Linked DNA regions of Pan troglodytes: region 1 is linked to region 2. Evidence: chromatin contacts called from public Hi-C data. All regions are on one chromosome and are shown on one strand. Each heading gives the region's core, a stretch centred on a gene start, on an enhancer-like site or on the middle of the called end of the contact. The rest is flanking DNA. Distances are from core to core; before and after follow the strand shown.

Region 1 (3,589 bases), core at 1,026-3,525, 410 kb after region 2:
GGAATATATACAGCATCATAGTAATTAAGTAAATACAAACGAAAACTCATAAATAACTCACAAATAACCAACTCTCTATTTTTTTAAAGCCAGTGTTGGAGGACAGTGTGAGAGAAAGCCCATCTATATAACTGGTGGGTTGGTATTTCTGAAGAGCAATTTGTCAATATCTAGCAAAAGCTATAAAACTTTAAAAATCTTAAATCTATCCATTCCATTTGGGAAATATATGAGAAGAAAAAACTTAGAGGAGAAAATGAAGTTTGTGTAAGTTTCAATATAGCAGTATTAGTTTTCTTTTCTTTCTTTCTTTTCTTTTCTTTTCTTTTTTTTTTTTTTTTGAGTCAGAGTCTTTCTCTGTCGCCCAGGCTGAAGTGCAGTGGAGTGATCTCAGATCACCATGACCTCTGCCTCTTGGGGGTCTCGTGCCTGAGCCTCCTGAGCTGCTGGGATTCCAGGCACGAGCCATCACGCCAGGCTAATTTTTGTATTTTTAGTAGAGATGAGGTTTTGCCATGTTGGCCAGGCTGGTCTGGAACTCCTGACCTAGGTAATCTGCCAGCCTCAGCCTCCCAAAATGCTGGGATTACAGGTATGAGCCACCACACCCGGCCTATTTTTCATCATAAAAATAAGACACAATTCTAATGCACAACTAAAAGGAAAATGGAGGTATAAAAGCAAGTGCTCTATATTACAGGATGGGATACAGTACGCTATTATAATTAAAAAGGTTTACTGTGTGGATTATGCTGATCCATGGAAATCAGTAAGTGAAGTTTTGATAAAGTGGAGCAAGTGACGAATACTGAACTGTAAGGTCTTTGGAGATGGGCCATGTCTACTTATATTCAATCCACAGGGCTACACTTAGTTCTTGGTACACAGTACATGCTCAGCAAGAGTCTGTTGAATGAACACATACATGGTTTATCTGTTTGTCTCTTCCGAGTTCTTGACTTCTGTCTGCTCTGACCTCTGGCAACTTTCCACTAGTTTCTAGCTTTCATTCTGCTTACCTGGATTTCGGAACTCTAGCCTGCCCCACTCTTAGATAAACGCATGCCCTCTGTGGCCCTGGAACCTTAGTGACTTCTGCTATACCAAAGTCTCCAGGCCCAGGGTGACACGCAGCTGCAGCTCCATGAACCTCTAACATGATGTCAGCAAATATTAAAAAAAAAAGCTTATAAAAACAATGAATAAACTTTGTTAAAGGTACAAATGAAAATTAGCAAACATGGGAAGATAATTGAGTAAAGAGTTTAAAGTTAAAAACTAATTGCAGTCATTCTAGGGGAAGGAACAGTTGTATTTGAAAACCTGTATGGTTACATGAACTGCCTAAAAAACAAGCTAAGGAAAATTAAAGCTCAAATTTATATATTTTAAGAAATTAATTGCAATTAATTTCCTGGGATTAAATAGCATTTCCTCAACCCCAGCTGTCATTAAAAAGAGGCAAATACAGCCAAGGACTGGATCTTTTCTGGAAGGCTGACAGCACTGACCCTCAAGAAGGCACCGGCTGACAGAACATTCTGCCCTAATATGTGCTGAAATTCCGCTGAGAGCAGAGTGGTACATTAAACCCTTTAGGGGCTTACAAAAGAAGTGTCCTATGTTTTAGAGTCACAGAGTTTTGCAAAAACAAGTATGAATTCACCTAGTGGTCCCCTGCACCAGGTCTTTCCTGTGGGCACTGAGTGCCAGACACATCAATATGTAATAGCAGAATGAATGACTGAAAGAACGATTGAATGAAAAGAAATGAGAGGCAGCAGGTTGTCAGATTCTATGAGGCAATCACAGCATCAGGTGACCTTAGTATCTATTTGAGAGGACTGCCATTTATTCTCGGGAGCGCACGGCTCTAAAAAGGCCCATATCCAGGCAGTGAGCTCTGGTTGGGGGCGCCTTTAGATGCAAGCAGGAGGAAACAGCTCGAAATCCCTGGGCCTGAGCGCGGCCCGTGCAGGCCGGAGGGTCAAGAACTCTCCACCGGCGGCAGCGGCCGGGTGTCTGCCCCGGCTTCGCCCCGGCCTAAGGCTGCCTGTGCTATAAATACGCGGCCCACATGCCGCGGTGACACGGTGTTCCCTGGGCTCGGCGGGACAGATAACATGAATGTGCCCTTTAAACGTCCCAAGTTGCAGGGACAGCCCCCGGCCCAGCCTCGCTCCCGGAAGCGCCTTCGCCCCCGATGCCCTCTGCAGCTGGGAGGAGGGGGCGCCTCGCACCTGCCCAGCCAATGCGCGGCGCGAGCGCCGGCCGCGACCCGCCTCCTCTCGCGAGAGCCCGGCGGGGATATAAGGGGGAGCTGCGGGCCAGGCGGCGGCCCCTTAGCGTCGCGCGGGGTCGGGGACTGCGCGGCGGTGCCAGGCCGGGCGTGGGCGAGAGCACGAGCGGGCTGCCTGCGGGCTGAGAGCGTCGAGCTGTCACCATGGGTGATCACGCTTGGAGCTTCCTAAAGGACTTCCTGGCCGGGGGCGTCGCCGCTGCCGTCTCCAAGACCGCAGTCGCCCCCATCGAGAGGGTCAAACTGCTGCTGCAGGTGAGGACCGCGCGGTGCAAGAGGCGGGCGCGGGCGCGGGCGCGGGCGCGGGCGCGGCGGGCCGGGCGGGGCGCGCGATGCGGCGCGAGCTGCAGGGCGCGGGGCGCCAAGGAAAATCTGCGCCAGGCCACAGGCCCGGGCGCCCGCCCGCCCGCCTGCGGGGGAAGAAGGTGCCCTCTGCGTAGAGACAGGTCCAGCGTCAGTCGCAGATTCCTGGTGTCGGGTGGCGCCCGGCGTTCGGGTGTCTATATATGGAAACCCACCCGGAGCCGGTTTACGTGTGCCAGATCCTGCGCCCGTGACAGCACGGGCGTGCACTCAGGCCCGGAGGCACCTAGTGATTGCCAGTATTTTTGGCACCGTCTTATGCGCACGCACCTTTACAATAAAAACATCAAAATAATCATCACCCAAGAATTCCCTTATCGTATCTCATGCACAATGCTGTATGTAGGCTGACGCCTTCATCTTTATGTAACCTCTGTGAGACAGTTATTCTTCTCCATTTTACAGATGAAGCTGAGGTTTTGAAATATTAAGAAACAATTTTCGGAATAAACTTAGATCATCCTGTCTCCAAATCTTTTCCTCCCCTACCTGGTCTCTGAATGGTTTATCATCCTCTCGTGTTTTCCTCCACCTGCCCAAAAGGTCAGGGCCCCTCAATGAGGAAGAGCCCAATTTGGGAGTCAAAATTACTAACAACAAAACCCCCACAAATTGCTCACAACGGCAGCAAACCCTCAATAATTGATTACTTGGATTATCTGCTTGAAAACTTTGGAGGCCTAATGTTTAGTGGATTTATTCTCCTTCCTCTATTAGAGCATCTAGTAGAGAGCCTCATCTCCAGGGTGATCAGAGTGACACTGAGAAATTGTCATTTTTTGGCCATCATGTCTATTAAATCCAAAGCCCTTTGAAGCAGGGAGTGTTACTCATTTCTGTCCCCCAGTAAGCCCCTCATACAGTTCTCAAACCTAGGGAAAGTGAAATAAATAAATGGCTATAGCTTTATATAATTCAATCACCTTT
Region 2 (3,873 bases), core at 796-3,295:
GCCAGCATTTTTAAAAAAACAAACAATAAAAAAGGAAAATATAAAATGAAACATTGCACTGGATATACTATGTTCACAAGCCTTTTGTTTTATGTGTGGATGTGTGCACACGTGTACTAAGTGTGATGTAAAACATCATTACTGTGAATCACAGTTAAAAAAAAAAAAGTTAGAAAACTGTTCAGAGCGGTGGTTCCCAGACTTGAGTGTCATCAAAATTCTCAAGAGGGCTTGTTAAACAGGTTGCTTGGCACCACCCCAGGAGTGTCTGATTCAGTCCATCTGGGGTGAGGTCTGGGATTCTGCATTTCTAACAAGTTCATGATTTATTTATTTAATTCATGAAACCTAAGGAAGCAGGGAAGACAAGTATTGGTTTTATGGCAATTTTATAGATGATGATTCCGGGAGTCAGAAAATTTAAGTGACTTATCAAGGGTCACATAGCCAAGTAACAGAAACCCAGCTACACACTAGACCACATAAACTTCTTAACCTAAACTCTTTGAGCTGTCTTGTCCTTTCTTGGGGGGGGGGAAAAAGTCAAGGTTCCTCCTTGCCTTAGGCTGGAGTCAAGGTGGGGCTTCTGAGAGACAGAAACCTCTGTGACAACCCACAGGTAAAATTTCTGGGCCAGGCGCGGTGGCTCATGCCTGTAATCTCAGCGCTTTGGGAACCCGAGGAGGGCGGATCACGAGGTGAGGAAATCAAGACCATCCTGGCCAACATGGTGAAACCCCGTCTTTACTAAAAATACAAAAATTAGCTGGACGTGGGGGCCAGCGCCTGTAATCCCAGCTCCTCTGGAGTCTGAGGCAGGAAAATCGCTTGAACCTGGGGGGCGGAGATCGCGCCACTGCACTCCAGCCTGGGCCACAGAGTGAGACTCCGTCTCAAAAAAAAAAAAAAAAAAAAAATCTGTTGTATGTGCGTAAGTGTGTTTTGGGAGGAGGCATGAACAGATTTCATGAGTCTCAAACCCAAAAATGTTAAAAAAATAAAAAAAGACAACAAAAACCACTAGCCTTTCAGATAAACTCTTTTCAGCTGACATTGAAGGCTGACGTTCTTTTCTAATCCTTTTTTGCACTAGGGGAGTCTTCATTCTCCTCCACTGGCCACAGGAGTCTGGTCTCGGTTTCCCCACCCACCTGCGGTGTCCTGCTCCAGCTTTTCCACCCTAACCCCGCATCTACCAGCACCTCCTTCTCCAGGCAGCCTTCCCAGGCCCGGGGAACTCCTGTTCTCTTCAGATCGTCTTGGCGTATGGCTTTGTGCACCGTCTGCAGCAAGCCGAGACCCTTCCCGCCAGATCCAGGCCGGGCCTCGGATGGCCATTCGCCAACCAATCAGCGACCAGCATTCTAGAGCGCGTTTTGCAACCGACCAAACGCTCGCTTTCTTGGGTAAACAAAAACCGCTCGACCCATCCTGGAGAACCGCAAGCGGCAGCTTGGTCCCCCAGCCGGATTTATGCTCCAGTGTACGGTCTGTGGTTTGCAGTAAGAAAACACCAGGGTCTTCAAAATAAGAAAACTGATTCCCAGTCAGAGAGTAAAACTCCACTAACAAAGTCTGGCAAACCGTAGGCAATACGTATTTGCTGAATATTTTGCTTTCAAGCTAGCACTTTGAGACTCACTACTTTGGACGGCACTCCCCCCCCCCCACAAAACGACACGACACTGGCTAACGTCTCTCCCACCCGCCAGGCAGTGTTAGGCCCCGACAGGCCCGTGCGGGTGGGATCACTGTTATCCCCACTACACTGAGCAGGAAGCCGGGGACCCGGGCGATTGGCCACTCGGGCGACCTCCACAGTGGAGCACCAACAGCGCCGGGAGGCGCAAACCACGGCAGGCGAGGAAGCAGTTCAAGCTGGTCTCCGGCCCCGCGCTCCCGAGGGTCGGCAGTACTTACCCCTCAGACCTGTGAGGCCGCGCCCGCCGCCGCCGCCCCCGCGGGGCCATGGTGCCGCTCTCCGCTCTCGAGCGACTGGAAGCTCCCGCCAAGCCCCTCGCCGCTCCGAGCAGCCAATCCGGGCCGAGCACGCGCGCGTGCGCAGGACTTTCTGAGCGGCCCCCGGGCTCCTCCCTGGCCTGGAGCGTGAGGGAAAACTGGGCCTGGTTATTACAGCGCAACGGAGCTGGAGTCCATGCCGCACAACCAGTTACCTACGGTCCAAAACATGACAAAGTTTTCCGGGCTTTCGCGCCCACCCGCATCGCCAGTTTTCCAGCGCCGGAAAGCCCGGGAGCCACGTGGGACGGCCCCTTGTGGGGTGGGGAAAGGGGAGGAGCTAGTGTCCCTGAGTCGTGGGCAGGTAAGAGGGTGGGTGCAGACCCGTGTTCGCAGCTGTTGTCGCTGAGGCCGCAGTCATCTTTCCAGGCCTACAGGATTTGGCTTCCAGCCCCTGCTGCCTTTATCAGCTGTCTGAGCTTAGCATGTTACCTTACTGCTATCCCAATACCTTCATTTGTAAATGGACAGGGTTCCTTTTGTTCTTTCATTTTGTTTGTGTTTAAAAATGTGTAATGCAGAAGAATGTAATTGAACCCTTACCTTACACCGCGTATAAAAATTAACGCAAAATGGATCAAAGACCTAACTATAAAGGCTAAAATTAAAATTAAAACTCTTAGAAGAAAACAGAGCAAAAACTTCATAACATTGGACTGGGTATGATTTCTTGGATATGATACCAAAAGCAGTTTGGGATGATGAAAACGTTCTGGAAATAGTGGTGGATGGATGCACAAGGTGAAGGTACTTAATGCCACAATACTGTAAAGTTAAAAACGGTTAAAATGCTAAATTTTGTTATGTATATTTTACTATGACAAAAATATTACGTTTCATGCATATGAAAGAATATAACGTGTAATGTAAAGATAAAAACAAACATCCGTGTAACCAGCACTACATGGGGATATGGATCATTTTTATATATAACTCTTGGGTACCCCTCTGAATGGCATCCTCCTCCTCCAAAGAATAACCACTCTTCTGATTTTATGTGTATCATTCCTGTGGTTTTCTACCTTGATATAGCTCCAAATAATGTATTGATTATTGTATGTTTCTAAACTTTATATGATATTTGGTAGGTATGCTGCAAGTGCCCTTTCTTACTAAAGCTATTGCTTTTATTTTTTATTTATTTTGTTTTTCCATAAATTATTGGGGTGCAGGTGCTATTTGGTTACATGAGTAAGTTCTTTTTTTTTTTTTTTTTTTTGAGATGGAGTCTTGCTCTGTTGACCAGGCTGGAGTGCAGTGGCCTGATTTTGGCTCACTGCAAGCTCTACCTCCCGGGTTCATGCCATTCTCCTGCCTCAACCTCCGAAGTAGCTGGGACTACAGGGGCCCGCCACCACGCCCGGCTAATTTTTTTGTATTTTTAGTAGAGACGGGGTTTCACCGTGTTAGTCAGGAAGGTCTCGATCTCCTGACCTCGTGATCTGCCCACCTCAGCCTCCCAAAGTGCTGGGATTACAGGCGTGAGCCACCGCACCCGGCCTATTTATATTTTGTATTTTAATTTCTTTTTTTTTTTTTCAAGATGGAGTCTTGCTCTGTCACCCAGGCTGGAGTGCAATGGCACAATCTTGGTGGGGGGGACTATCTTTTCTGGAATTTTAGGATCCCTCCTCAGACAAGCAGGCCTAACAAAAGCTATTCCTGAAGGTATGCTATGAGGAGCCTCAGAAATTGTATCCTTCCTATTCATGTAAGTGAAGATAAAAGGTGTCACTCTTCCAGCCTTGGACATCCCTTCCCTCCCTCAGGGTATGGCCCTCCACTTCATTTTTGGGGCATAACATCTTTATAGGAGAGGGATAAAGTCCCAATACTAACAGGAGAATGCTTAGG

The links. Hi-C and Micro-C count contacts between places; a contact is called where the count stands out from the background.
Region 1: a contact with region 2 is called in a Hi-C map of stem cell-derived neural progenitor cells, with 2.8 times the contacts expected there. The contact joins the promoter of SLC25A4 here to the promoter of CENPU in region 2. A contact is called at or near these places in 1 of 7 Hi-C or Micro-C datasets (stem cell-derived neural progenitor cells) and 1 of 1 datasets of contacts at active chromatin or transcription factors (stem cell-derived excitatory neurons).

Annotation. Positions count from the first base shown.
Region 1 is chr3:186,782,490-186,786,078 of NHGRI_mPanTro3-v2.0_pri, forward strand. SLC25A4 (solute carrier family 25 member 4) reads left to right here and starts at 2,276. Exons shown (of 4, transcript XM_517556.8): 1 at 2,276-2,554. The coding sequence starts at 2,444.
Region 2 is chr3:186,373,738-186,377,610 of NHGRI_mPanTro3-v2.0_pri, forward strand. It overlaps CENPU (centromere protein U), which reads right to left and starts at 2,046. Exons shown (of 12, transcript XR_679935.5): 1 at 1,921-2,046.